Linked DNA regions of Mus musculus: all the other regions are linked to region 2. Evidence: chromatin contacts called from public Hi-C and HiCAR-type data. All regions are on one chromosome and are shown on one strand. Each heading gives the region's core, a stretch centred on a gene start, on an enhancer-like site or on the middle of the called end of the contact. The rest is flanking DNA. Distances are from core to core; before and after follow the strand shown. Region 1 has its middle 26 kb from the start of Gm46401. Region 2 overlaps Gm35330 (a long non-coding RNA gene). Region 3 has its middle 23 kb from the start of Gm40661. Region 4 has its middle 41 kb from the start of Gm40661.

Region 1 (3,453 bases), core at 941-3,440, 170 kb before region 2:
CTATTTTAATTATTTCAATCAATGGTGTTATTATGTTTATTCTCTGGAACTTTAAGCAAATGCAATAATGTGAAAAATCCAATAAATATATGAAGGGAGATGAAAAACGAGGAACTTTGTGTTTTCTAGGCAGGAAAAAAAAGCAAAACAAAACAAAAACACATAAACAAAATCCAAAAACAAGAGCTGCAGCACCAGGCTTTCTCGTCTCCTATTTCCTCTGGCTGCATTGGACCATGTGCATGCAGCTTTGCAACAGAACAGCAGTCGCCTAGTTGACCCTTCAATGAGTTAAGCTTACATCTGCACCTGTATTCTCTCTCCTAGAGGAACAATTGACCTTCACTAAGGCTCCATAAGGGAGAAACTAGGAAAGGATGCTGAAGAGTGAAAGGGTCCTAGTGGGTCTCTGTGTGTCTTTCATGTCAGAGACAATTATATCAAAAGCAAACCCCCTTCAGCTTTAAGGCAATAGACACCCACTATTTGCTTTTTATGTAAGTTCTAGAAATCAAACCTTGTCTTCACACTCATGAGGCAAGCACTTTACAAAATGAGCTTTCTCCCAGACCCACAAAGTATCAATAATGACTGCTCAAGATTGCTAAGCAGCATCAAAAACAAAACAAAACGAACCATTTTGTTTTGTTTTTTGTTTTTGTCTGTCCCTACCAATCTTCTTTTTTAGTTTGCTTTGTTTCGTTGTTTGGTTTGTTTTTTGTTGTTGTTGTTGTTGTTGTTGTTGTTGTTGTATGTGTGTGTGTGTGTCTTCACCATGGCAACAGCAAATTAGCTTTTGAAATAAAGGGCCTACTCCAGCACTGTTCATGAAAGTGTCGTTTGTCATCATTAGTAGAAAAGGGTGATTCTAAGAAGGAGAGTGCTAACAGCCCTCCCACCATGCTTAGACTTCTCAGAACCACAGAGAACAAAATGACTCAACAGACCTCTCATAGCAGCCTGTGTGTGCCATCCTTCCTCAGATGGCAGTTCAAAATAGGGTGTCATATTCGAGCAATCTGAAGTTTCTAATATATAAGGGAAGTAAGTGAGATGGAAAGATGCAAACATTGAAGAGATGTAGGGAAGAAAAGAAAACAGAGGGGGAGAGGGAGCATAGAAAATAGCTTATTTAGCAAAGTCATTGTTGTTTAGAGAGAAGATCTCTGATAGCTCAGGTTGCCCACGAACTGGGTGACGTGGGGCTGAGGATTGTGGTGACCTGGAACTCTTTAATTTTCTTGCTTTCTTCCTTGGAGTCCTGGGTCTACAGGCTGGTGAACATGACCTTGGTTTAAGGTGGTACTAGAGATTCAATCCCGAGCCTGTGGTCTGCTATGTCAGCACTCTACCTACTGAGTCCAGCACAAAACAACGTCTGCATATTAGTTGCACAAGAGTAAACGCTATGCCAAAGTTTTCTCTCATAACCCTCCCATGACAGAGCTAAATGGATAGTTTCAAAAGAGTGGCCAAGTGGACTAAAGGCTATTTGAATCTGTAGGCTTTAGAGCCTGCATATAGAAGAATATAGGAGAGACTCTTGACAGGGAAATGTAGGACTAAGAGATACTAGAGGATAAAGGGAGAGTAGTGAAAGTCCACTGACTAAGGAAAGCATTCGAAAATGAAATGTTGAATTATGGTCATGGTACTTGAGCTGGCTCCTAGTGACAGGAAGTTTAGGTTCAGGTCTGATTTAGAAATATATAGAAAGTTCTCCCTGCCTTCACGTTGCCCCAAGCTCTCCAGTGTTTCTGGAGCTAAGGAGTTTGTATATATCACGTTCCACGCATCTGAAGACATACAAGAATGAGTGCAGGAGCACTTCCTGCCTCTTCCCGTTTTCTAGCAGGCACTTTTCTTGGGAGGAGACCTAGACCTCAAGATGCAGCAACAGACCAGTTTCAGGTTACAGCATCAAAGGCTATTTGATCAGAGACACTGCATTCTTGGTTACTCTCCACGTTTGCTCAATTGAGCAAATTTTTTAAAAAGATTTTTTACATTTTTGATTTCTAAATATGATCCAGACAGTTCTGAATGTCTAGTTGGATATGATCAAATGATCTGTGGTTCTGGTAAAGATCCTTGGAAACTGATGACACAAACTGCAGAGGAGAAAGAGAAGTTGGTCTCCTTCAACATCTTCATTCTGAGTGAACATCACACTTCCCCAAACACAGTTTGGGGCTCAAGCCAGTATTGCTTTTTCAAACCACTTATTTGGCCCTATGAGTTAGACAACCTGAGGCCAGTGAAGGGCAATCTCTTCTTTCAAAGGAGCAGAGATGCATACTCCCCATTTCGTTTCCTTCTGCCTTTCCTTTTTTCCTTTCTTCCTCCCCACTTCCTCCCTTCATCCTTCCTTCCTCATTCCCTCTTCCTCCCTTCCTCCCTCCCTCCTTCCTTCTTTCCTTCTTCTTCAGTTTCTTCCTCTTTCCCTCCTTCCTTCTTCTTCCTTTCTTCTTTCCATCTCCCCCGCCCCTCTCTCCCTATTTCTTTTAGTTTCCTTTGCCTCCAGCGTTTCATCTGAACTGGAAACATCTGATGACTTTCCACTTCTCCTGAGCCTTTCTTGGTCAGTTCGTGGTTCAGCCACAGATCCATGTACAACTGAAATGACAACCTCTTGCATTTACTCCTTCCTCATTTGCTCTCAGACCTCTGGTTATGCGTGAGGGTGTGGGAGAGACTGCACACACCACTAACACAGCCCTCCCTCCTCCCTCCACAAGAGCTCCCTAACGAACTGAAGACCTCCATCAAGACATGGTTGCCCCCCAAATGCCCCTGATGGAAGACACTGGGGGGACCTTGATGGTCTTAGAGCAGCGGTTGGTCATCAGGGCTGTATACAAATGCCCAGAGGCTGGACTCAGCAATAAACTTGTTTCAGGAAATGAAAGACGGAACCCATGGTTTCAACCAAGTTAGGGCAGAACTGAAAGTCTGCAAATAAAACTTATAGATCCTTAATCACAGCTTTCGCTCCACTCAGGTGGTAGAAAAACAATGTCGTTCTCTAAGAGACTGTTTTTTTTTTTTTCTTCAAGACCTCTTGAATAAACACACCGTGTAAAAATATTTATCATGTCAATATGGTTTAATAAGCATTCATTATTTATTGGGCTTCTGAGTGCTTAGGCAATACTACAATTAACTTTGCAGATTTGATTGGTTTTGATTGGAGGTCATTGGAAGGCAAGCTTGTACTTGTCTTAGCAGAAACAGGCAGAGCAATAGGCTGGATTGAGGCCTGAGAATGTTTGAGCAAGTCCCAAACTCTCTGGGAAATAAAAACCGTAACAGCTCCATAGTTGAATTAAGTACGAGATAAAAATCACATTGGCAAGAGCAGCGAACACCAGGATCAAACCACCTCTCAAACAAATTATTCCAGGAATAAATTAATCTCCCTGATGCTCATCTGCAGAACCGATGTGAAAGAGT
Region 2 (3,551 bases), core at 152-2,651:
CATATTGATCTGTGTGGAAATGATACAACAAAAGAGCATTTAAAAACAACTTATTTATTTATGATTGGTGTAAGTTTTCTTTTAGCCTCTAACCACTTCTTCAAAGTCCACCAAAAATGAAGGCCAAGAGGCAGTGAACATATCTCAGTTGGCAGAGTACTTGCCTAGCACGCATAAAGTCCTGAGTTCAAACCCTAGGACTAGAAAGCCAAGCATTTCACAGTGCTGATTCTAGAAGTTGGATGAATAAGAAGTTCAAGTGATCCTAGACTACCAAGTTCAAAGGGCCATGTAAGACTCCTTTAAAATAATAAAAAACAAATCACCAAATAAACCAACAAAAGCTTTAAACAAAGCCAAATCTAGGACCCCTGTCTTAGTGCATAGACAGTTAAAATAACAAAGCATCAGTGTGTGACAACGGATGTCTTATCATAGCATCTCATGCTGACTGTTAATTCGACAGATGCTTGCTGAAGCTCTGGTAAATATCAGGCATAGGAATTCTCAATATCAGGAATTGAGAATTCAAAAAAATCCATTTCAGGTCCTCGAAGAAGCCACATGACTAATCAGTTGAGGTGAAATATGTGTCTTTCAAATATAATAAGAACTAATTGCCAATTCTGAGAATACTGAAGGCTGCCTAGGTCCCTTTCCAAGAAGCATGTTATCTGATGAGCATGTTTATTCTCTGGTCTCTGGTGTCCAGACCACATTCTCTAGGGCTTTTCCTTCACAGACAATAACAGTCTCCAAGGGATTATCCTGTGTGTATATTTGTGCTTTTCAGTGTCTGCCATGGCACTCTGTGGCTCTGTGATGTAAACACTTATCTTCAGGTCATGTGATTTGGTCTCCTCAGAGCCACAACATTGTCCTGGCAACAGCTTTGATAGTAGGGTAAGTAAACTGATTTATAGACTCTATCTGAAGCAGCACACATCAGGAACATTTATCATATTCTAGATGTAGTTGTAGATGAAGTTGACCTAGGTAGTTCCAGGGAGGCAAACATTTGAAATGAGTCCCGGAAACGTTTTTCATCTTGAATTGGCATTGAAATATACGGATCGGATGTCTTGGCTTATGTCTACGGGCTGTTCATAGGGTTAATTCTATTATGGAATGGCACTATTCTGTTTCTCTGCCCAGTGTGTCTAAAGTTACCTTCTGTAATGGGTAGTATACAGCTTTGGCCACCAGATGTAACTGTCCCTGACTTGAGCCGTAACAATAGCTCCAACCTCACTTGCGAAGAGCAACCAAAACAAGCTGAGGAAAACGCTTCCTTGCCGAAAGAACACGTGTTCCAGAACGCGAGCTGCAGCAGACAGGCTACGTTCTTCTGCAGTTGACATTCTTTCCCCACTGACTTATTTTTACTTTCTGTTTGACTTGGCTTGCTTTTCTTTTTCCCTAAACGGTTTCTTCAGTCCTTCCTCCCTGGTAGGGTTTCCAGAGTGAAAGTCCTTTCTGCCCACACTTCGCAGAACTCAATGCAGACTCTTGTCCAGGGTCACTTGACGTCAAGGCTGACTTTTAAGTTTGCCAGAAAGACGATCTTTAGGGAACAGTTGACACCATCACTTTCTCTCTTTAGCATACAGCTACAAGCTGCCGAAGTTTATAGTTTACAAATTGCATTTCTAAACAATTTAATAAAAGGAAGACAAGAGGAGACTTTGAACACTGACAACTAACTCTTTTAAAAGACTTTTAACATCAGCATGTGTTAATTCATTACTCACTCCTCTCCCTCTCTCCTTGAGTTTTAAAATGCTTTAAACATTCCATTGCTTTTAGAATGCATACTTAAAAATCATTTATTTCTATCCCCTGAGATCATTCTATATTGTTTACTTTGTATGCTTGGATGATGTGCCCTCTGGATCTTAATAAAATCTACTTGAAAGCTTACATTGTGCTTATTTATAATTTTGAGTCTGTAGAAATTTCTCCGTTTAACAATAACTTTCTTGACTCTGTTCTCTGACATAAAAAATGGTTCTTGAAACCTTCTCTCTTCTCTTACTATTTAATCCATCCCATGACACCTTTTCCCCCTCCCTTTATTTTTTTTAACAGCCTGTCACTGAGTATTTGTTTACCAAATGTTACTTTTCTTGGATAAAATCTATTTTTGAGGCCTGCAAAAGCCAACAACTGTTTGATGCTGTCAGGCTTCGCTTTTATTTATGCATGAATAACATAAATAACTTGAAAATGACCCTAGCCTGTTTTTCTCAGATTTAGAGAGAGAGAAAAAAGTGCTTCCGGGCAATGTTTATGCCAAACCTCCTCATGCCAACTTTCCGGTTTTGGTGCCAACTGGTGTTTACAGCCAAGTTGTAAACCTTTGGTAAACACGACCCGTAATAAAAAGGCCAAGACAACCTGAACCAGGGCACTAAGGAATGGGTGTAAGTTTACTCTAAGACCAAAATTCTAACAGGAACAGAAGTGGGGAGTCAGCCAACTATGAAGTGCTCTCTCCAACCCACTGTAGCATGGAGAATACACAAATGATGGGTTTGTCTGCTAAGATCCCATTAACCCCACTTAGGCATTTTATTGGTTTCCTTTGCCACTGATTCAGAGAAGCCCAGTGATAAATTCAAAGTACCAGCTTTTATGTTGCCCAGTGGTTTGTTGTTGTTTGTTTGTTTGGTTGGTTGGTTGGTTGGGTTTGGTTTTGAATGTAAACTCTAACCAGGAGTAGAGATAAGAGCCTTAGCCTTGAGATGCTGTGTTATGTTGATAAGGACTGGCCAGAGTGCTTAAGAAAGAATCAATAGGCCCTTTTAAAATAAATTCAGAGATACCCATCCATGCCTACATTTTTTGAGTATGATGTATTCTGTATGTTGTTTATAAAACGCAAAGAAAAATATGTTCTTTATTATTTTTATTATTACTATTACTGCTACTAGTAGTACTATTCTCTCATATATCTCATTTATTTCCCCCTTCCACCCAGTCTTCCCTCCTTTCCCTTCTCCAGATCTACTTCTCCATTTCCCTTCCGAAGAGGGCAGGCCTCCCAGGGATATCAACCAAAGGTGCCATATTCAGTTGCAATACTATGAGGCACCTCCTACTTTGTTAGGATTCTATTTAGTGTGTGTGTGTGTGTGTGTGTGTGTGTGTGTGTGTGTGTGTGTATGTGTATGTGTGTGTGTGTGTGTGTGTGTGTGTGTGTGTGGTATGTGTGTATGTGTTTGTGTGCATGTTTGGAGGTATGCACAAATTTGTGCCTGTACATGTGCCTATGTGAGCATGTAGAGATTAGAAATCTATGAGGTTGTGTTCCCTCGTCACTTTCCCCTTATTTTATAGAGACAGGTCTCTCATTGGACCTGGAAGCAGACTGTCTGGCAAGAAAGCCCCAGGGAGCCTCCTGTCTCTACCTACCTAGAACAGCAGCCTCCATGAGAGATTTTTATGTAAGTTCTGGATATCTAATTCAGGTCTTCACGCTTGAGGGAAGTACTCTACACACTGATTGCTTCACTGCCTCAGAGCCTTATTTATGATTCTGTATAAGTAGT
Region 3 (3,440 bases), core at 277-2,776, 140 kb after region 2:
CTACCTGCCTCTGGCTCCTCAGTGCTGGGATTAAAATTGTGTAATACCACTGTTCCAGTCATTTAGTTTTTCTAATTAAGATGTAAATAAAACTATTATAAGGATAGAAAAGAAACAAATACAAGTGGATAAATGATTGAACAAAGTATTAGGAGACATTTTAATAGAACGGTTCTGGTTCTACTTCCCAGCTACAAGATAGTGGGTTGCTGCTTATGCTGCTTATGGTTGGAATTGGCAAAATGACCCCACGAGAAACACTCACCACAGCATTAAGGAAAACATAGTAGAATGTATATTACTCACGAGACACCAGTACTCTGGAATTTCCCAAATAAACTAAATAACAATGTTGCTATTATAACATTCCTGATTAATAAAGAGAAGATAAAATTACAGAATATAGAAAGGATACATAGATTGATAGTTCAATCCACAAAAAGAATTTTATTTAGTCATGAAGACCAGGGTTTGAGCTCCAGAACCCGTGTGAAAAAGCCTGACTAGCTCACATGAACTTGTAGTCCCAGCACTGCAGAGATAGAGGCATAAGATCTCTGGAGTTTGCTGGTCAGCCAGGCCAGCCTGCTTCCAAAGTCCCAAGCCTGTGAGAGACCTGTCTCAAACTAAAGTGACTATGTTTCTGAGATCCTGAGAACAGAAACTTACATACACACACACACACACACACACACACACACACACACACAGAGAGAGAGAGAGAGAGAGAGAGAGAGAGAGAGAGAGAGAGAGAGAGAGAGAGAGAGAGAGAGATTTGAGTCTAATTATGATATGTAGCTATGCAAAAGAGACAGAAATTCTTGGAGAAGGGTTAGTAAGGATGAGGAAGAGAAGGTAGAAGCTGTTTCAGTCATCCCAAATACAGGACAATAACCTTTCCACTTCAGACCATTTCTAGAAATAAAACAATCAAATAAATAAATAAATGAAAGCAATGAAAGGATGTGAAGACCAGGAAGTTATTTAATAATGGAGTTTATTGCTTTACTTTCCTTGGAGGCAAAACATACTGGAAAAATCTCTTTGCCTCCACATTCTTCAAATGTTATCTTTACATGTGACAGTTCTTTTAAAATTCAGTCTTTCTTTTCTTCCTGGGTAACATGGTGGACCTGAATTCTCCGGTTGATAATTTGTGTGTTGTGTGTAACTCTGTGTGAAGGCACATATGAAAGACTTTAACCAGGAGAGTAACATCACTGTAGTAATATCAAACTTACCATTTCTTTCCAGTGGCATTGCCCATGTGATCAAACACTGCGGAATGGATTGAATGTGGAAGCATTTACTCATGTCATCAACTTCAAAATAAGAATGTAAATGTTCTACACATACATTAAATGAAAAAAAGAAAACCATACAGCCTAGGTCTTGAGAGTTCCGGCTGTCAATACGGTAGCTGTGGGCTAACAGACCCTGAGTTTACTTGTGCTGTCTAGGTGGGTCGGATTCAAAAGGAGTTCAGTCATCGGACTTAGCTGCCTGCCTTTGCATGGCTGAAGAATCAACATTACCAGCGTCACTTCATTTCAGACTGGGGCTAAGTAGCTTTGAAAAACTTGAGGCACATACACAACCCACTCAGTTACTTACCCCGTGCTAGCCAAATAATGATCCTACTGCTTTATAAAAAGAAGGTAGTTGAACATGCATGTTGTTAAAGAGGCATATTTGGTCACTCTAAAACATAGCTGTAAAATTGCACAATCTAAAGGAAGGAACGGTTTGTTTTGCCTCTTTTATTGCCAGTTAAATGCCAGAAGACTTTTAAAGCAAGAGCAACCAGTGCAGAGGAGGGAGAAAAAAAACTAATAAAAATTTTATGACCTTAAAATAAACCCATCGCTCTTTCCCTTTCATACTTTTGCAAAACTTTCTATACTATCTGGCACCAGAACCTACGTGTAATGTTTGAGCTCTGAAAATACCAGCAAGGTATCAGAGGAAATCATATCTGTAGGAATAAAGATGCTGTAAAACAAAGCAGGGAAACCGAAATTTTCACATAGAGCAAAACAGTTGATGTCATTTTCACTCTAATATAGCAAAATGTACTATGAAAGAACAAAGTGGAATTGAATTCATGCTCCTATTTTCCCTCAGTAAAATCCTTTTAAAGGCTGCATTAGTGATTTTTATTATATTATCATATTTATTATACTATATTATATTGATTTATCTTCTTAGTGTATGTGTATGTATACATTTGCATGGCATGTATACAAACTTGGTATATGCCCACCCATGAGGGTGCTTCTGGGGCCAGATTATAGCATCTTCTTCAGTTGCTTCTTACATTGTTATATCCTCCTCCTCCTCCTCCTCATCATCATCATCATCATCATCATCACCACCACCACCATCCCCACCAAAGATTGTGAAGCTTGGTGTTTGAACTAGACTGGCTAGCCAGCTGTTCCTTGGATTTGCTTATCTTCATGCCACAGCCTGCCCCATACCAGGGTTATAGGGACACACTACATCAAGCTCAGTTCTTCATGCCTGGGAGACAAGTGCTTCACAGGCATTAAGCCCTCTCCCCAACAGAGTAGTTACTTTCTCTAACTTGTCTCAGAATTTGTCTCACAGTTTAACATGAATCCTCAGTGAACAGACCCTAGAAACCTTAATATCTTCAAATCAGAGGCCCTCAAAACACTCTGAGCCAACTGATTCAGGTTTTCTTTTCTTTTCTTCCCCCCTCCTGACAGTTTTCATATCTCCTCTGGAGACTCTGCTGGTAGCTATGAGTTCCATAGCCTCAGAATAAGACCATCTTAGAAAAGTAGCTTAGATCAACAAGAAATATACAGAATCAAGTCAGCTAGACATGGACTATGCCCAGAAAGGAAGCCCACATCTCACTTGCTATGCCTAGTATTTATTTATTGTACTGGTTTGCCTGAACTAGAGGCTATTCCTGAGCAGCCGCCCAGTAGCAAACCTTCTGATTTCCCCCATATCTTGCTTACAAAGAACAGAATAACTGTAGTTTGGTAAAGAAATGACAAGCAAGAAAAGGGATATTTGTATTCAACCTTCTGAATGTGTTTCAAAAGCTGGGGAAATGACCTGATGCACATGCATGAGGCCTGAGTTTAGATTCACAGCATCGATGGAAAATACAAGACATGATAAACATACGTGTGAAAACGCACACTGGGATTCACAGATGGGTGGATTCTTGAATATCATTGATTGACAACCTAGCCAAATCAATGAAACACTGTTCAATAAGAGTTTGCCTCAAAAATTAAGGTGGGGTATCAGTCAAGAAGAGGCATGATGCTGATTTTTGGCTGCATAGGCACACACACACACACACACACACACACACACACACAGAGGGGGGAATAGACAGACTAGACAGACAGATCGACAGATAGGTAGATAGGGAGATAGGGAGATAAATGATAGAA
Region 4 (3,036 bases), core at 274-2,773, 200 kb after region 2:
CAATATCGAAATGAAATATTATCTCAGTCATACACTTTATGTAGTTATAAGATTGTTCCTTTTTCTTTCATTTTGCTAATATTATTTTAATAGTATTCTCTCCCTATGTTACAAATATTCATTTTGAAGGTGCCCTATGAATAGTTGCAATATGAAGAAAATAAAAATTTTCTAGGGGATCAGATTATCTGCACTGCAGCCTTAGGTCCTTCATGACTTGAGTGTGTCTTGCAAAGTCATGACAAGTGTCAGTTTTAAAGACTCAATTTCATCAGGTGGGCATGAAAAACACTCTCTCCAAACCCTTGTCTCACTAGTTTCCAGTTTCAGTAACTTTTCTGAAAGCCTGGTCAGTTACATGAGGGTCAATCAGAAGGAAAATTGAACATTTTCTTTTTTATGTAAACTGAGTAAAATTTCTAGAAAGCCTGAATTCTTCATTAATGCCAGTGTTTTAAGTCATCTTTTTGTTCTTACAATTTTAAGGGCCTTGAGTAGAAATTTCATATGATTAAGCATTGTAAACCATTTAGTTATGTAAATATCTCTAAAATCCACACACTTCACTTCTGTATTCAAGCTTGTTCTATAACATCTTGCTGGGGTTTACACTAATTGTCATTGTAACTTTACAGAGAAGCAAAATTGCTAAATGCAAAAGTGGTCTGTTATTTCCTTTTTTTTATTACGTGTTTTCCTCAATTACATTTCCAATGCTATCCCAAAAGTCCCCCACACCCTCCCCCCCCAACTCCCCTACCCACCCATTCCCATTTTTTGGCCCTGGCGTTCCCCTGTACTGGGGCATATAAAGTTTGCCTATCCAATGGGCATCTCTTTCCAGTGATGGCTGACTAGGCCATCTTTTGATACATATGTTATTTCCTTAATCTGACCTACTATAAATCTTATAATAAATATCAAAAGTATTTAAGAGATATTTAATGCAAATCAATACAAATTTTAAGTAGTTTTTAAATAAACAGGTGGATGGATTCTTTTATTTCATGGCTTCTGATAAGTGAACTTAGGTAAGATTTTCAGTATTTGCTTATGCTGTTTCTGTATATCTGATATTTCCTAGGAAACAGTAACACCTGGGAGATGGACATAATTATATGAATTTCACCTATGACAATAACTGTACATAACATCTTTGTAAATATGCATATCCTTTTCCGTAAAGGACAAAGAATACATTTTCCCAAGCGAACTAGTGTTTTGGCTAACAATTCAAATGAAAGCCAGATCCTTTTGATTGGGCCACATTTCTCAAGTCAACTTCTTCTGTGAAATCAGCTCAGATTTTATGTGCTAAAAATGACATAACATGTACTCAATGAAAGATGTAGTAATTGACTGAAAGATAGGAGAGAACAGTAAGAAAATTACAATTTGGTAAAATAAAGTTTCCTATTACTATATAAACATTAGGTTTTACACTAAAGAAAAGCTGTATTTAGTAAGTCTATTACATAGCCATGTGGATTTGAGTCATTTCCTTTCCATTAAAGCAACCTAAACCATAACTTCCTCTCCTGGTGTATATTTTGCACCCACCAGCAGATTTCAGATCTCATTGCTACATGTCTTTGTTCCTCAAAAAGAAGAAGAAGAAAAAGTAGAAGGAGGGGGAGGAGGGAAAGGAGGACAAGGGGGAGGAGGAGAAGGAGGGGAGAATAAAAAAGAAAGGAAAAAGAAATGAGAGGAAGGAAGGAAGGAAGGAAGGAAGGAAGGAAGGAAGGAAGAGAAGAGAAGAGAAGAGATCTCAGGGTGTGTTTTTACTTTCAGAGGTAGAGGCATCCAAACTAATTCTAAGAATGAAACAAACTGAAAAGCAAGCAACCAAGGTCAGTCTGAAAGATTTCACTTTCAGAAATGGAATAATATCAAGGCTAAGCTCTATGGGTACCTTTAAAAAAGAGGTTAGAAAAAAAAAAAGGACTGTATTTAGCAAGGTGAAATGACTTGCATTTAATTGGGGATAACACACACACACACACACAGTCATGTTGAGATTTCTTTGTTCCAATTTCATTATGACACAAGATAATCTTGTATAATCTTTAAGAATATAGGTTACTTTGTAAGTGAAAGAAAACAGAAAAAGAGAACAAGAAAAGAAAACTATTATCATTGCTTTAAGTTCTAGACTCTTTTTCAGTCTTAACATGATTTCTTTTGTACAAATACTTATCACATTTTCTAATTCATTCCTTCACCTCCTGGCCTGGGAAAGAATGTGCTGGTAAGGTTCACAAAGCACACTATGATACCAGCTCTTGTAGGATCCTTTCATTTCCAAAGAATAGGAGGAAACTGAGTGAAGATTGGAAATATCAGATGGAGAAGGCCATAGTTTGAATTACCAGGTTTCAAGCAAAGCAAGAACAAACAATGTCTAGGGAGACAGCATCAGTAAGCTCAGGGTAGAATCCACCACATAGGGGGACTTGTGGAGTTCAGAACAATGCTTTACAATGAAAGAAGCAACTCTTAAATAAAGACAGAGTTCTGGGTGATCCTTGGTATACTAGAAACGTGCATTTTCTTCTTCTTCTTCTTCTTCTTCTTCTTCTTCTTCTTCTTCTTCTTCTTCTTCTTCTTCTTCTTCTTCTTCTTCTTCTTCCTCTTCTTCTTCTTCTTTCTTCTTCTTTCTTCTTCTTTCTTCTTCTTTCTTCTTTCTTCTTTCTTCTTTCTTCTTCTTTCTTCTTCTTCTTCTTTCTTCCCCTTCCCCTTTCCCCCTCGCCCCCCCTCCTCCTCCTCCTCCTCCTTCTTCTTCGACGTTGGGTGGAAAAATTTGATGATAGGAAAATGTCATAGGAGAAGACTGAAGAGAGAATACACAGAGGAACAAGACAAAGGTATAGGCTACAAGCGATTGCAAAAATGAAGGCTAAGGTGATAGCTGGTGTGTAAAGTAGGTCCATACTTGATCACAGTGGTATAAAGAGTATGTTTAATTTTTAGTAGTAAAAGAGATAAAGTATAATGAGATAAGAGAAAATGCAAACTTCCTGGAACATTTGGACATTT

The links. A called contact is a pair of places that touch in the nucleus more often than the background predicts. HiCAR-type assays count read pairs that join an accessible place to other places.
Region 1: a contact with region 2 is called in a HiCAR-type map of Th17 cells, with 2.7 times the contacts expected there. The contact joins two enhancer-like sites. A contact is called at or near these places in 2 of 15 datasets of contacts at CTCF or cohesin (CD8 T cells and the NIH/3T3 cell line), 5 of 484 Hi-C or Micro-C datasets (bone marrow-derived macrophages, embryonic stem cells, myeloid progenitors and 1 more) and 5 of 115 datasets of contacts at active chromatin or transcription factors (CD8 T cells, Th17 cells, bone marrow-derived macrophages and 2 more).
Region 3: a Hi-C map of uterus shows a contact between it and region 2, with 2.5 times the contacts expected there. The contact joins two enhancer-like sites. A contact is called at or near these places in 4 of 484 Hi-C or Micro-C datasets (3T3-L1-derived adipocytes, the 63-12 cell line and uterus) and 3 of 115 datasets of contacts at active chromatin or transcription factors (CD8 T cells, bone marrow-derived macrophages and large pre-B cells).
Region 4: a contact with region 2 is called in a Hi-C map of bone marrow-derived macrophages, with 38 read pairs. The contact joins two enhancer-like sites. A contact is called at or near these places in 1 of 15 datasets of contacts at CTCF or cohesin (CD8 T cells), 5 of 484 Hi-C or Micro-C datasets (bone marrow-derived macrophages, erythroblasts, granulocyte-monocyte progenitors and 1 more) and 7 of 115 datasets of contacts at active chromatin or transcription factors (the 230-238 cell line, CD8 T cells, bone marrow-derived dendritic cells and 2 more).

The regions. Positions count from the first base shown.
Region 1 is chr13:5,887,673-5,891,125 of GRCm38.p6, reverse strand. No RefSeq gene overlaps it. Among named protein-coding and RNA genes, the nearest start is that of Gm46401, 26 kb to the left of the region's middle. Within about 2 kb of position 2,190, at least 111 of the 459 cell types and tissues checked have an H3K27ac peak or open chromatin away from gene starts, as enhancers often do. A contact at or near this core is called in CD8 T cells, Th17 cells and bone marrow-derived macrophages, where this site is marked.
Region 2 is chr13:5,712,206-5,715,756 of GRCm38.p6, reverse strand. The region is part of intron 1 of Gm35330 (a long non-coding RNA gene); the gene reads left to right. Among named protein-coding and RNA genes, the nearest start is that of Gm35330, 11 kb to the left of the region's middle. Within about 2 kb of position 1,401, at least 178 of the 459 cell types and tissues checked have an H3K27ac peak or open chromatin away from gene starts, as enhancers often do. A contact at or near this core is called in CD8 T cells, Th17 cells, bone marrow-derived dendritic cells and 3 more, where this site is marked.
Region 3 is chr13:5,575,002-5,578,441 of GRCm38.p6, reverse strand. No RefSeq gene overlaps it. Among named protein-coding and RNA genes, the nearest start is that of Gm40661, 23 kb to the right of the region's middle. Within about 2 kb of position 1,526, at least 14 of the 459 cell types and tissues checked have an H3K27ac peak or open chromatin away from gene starts, as enhancers often do. A contact at or near this core is called in uterus, where this site is marked.
Region 4 is chr13:5,510,483-5,513,518 of GRCm38.p6, reverse strand. No RefSeq gene overlaps it. Among named protein-coding and RNA genes, the nearest start is that of Gm40661, 41 kb to the left of the region's middle. Within about 2 kb of position 1,523, at least 44 of the 459 cell types and tissues checked have an H3K27ac peak or open chromatin away from gene starts, as enhancers often do. A contact at or near this core is called in CD8 T cells, bone marrow-derived dendritic cells, bone marrow-derived macrophages and 1 more, where this site is marked.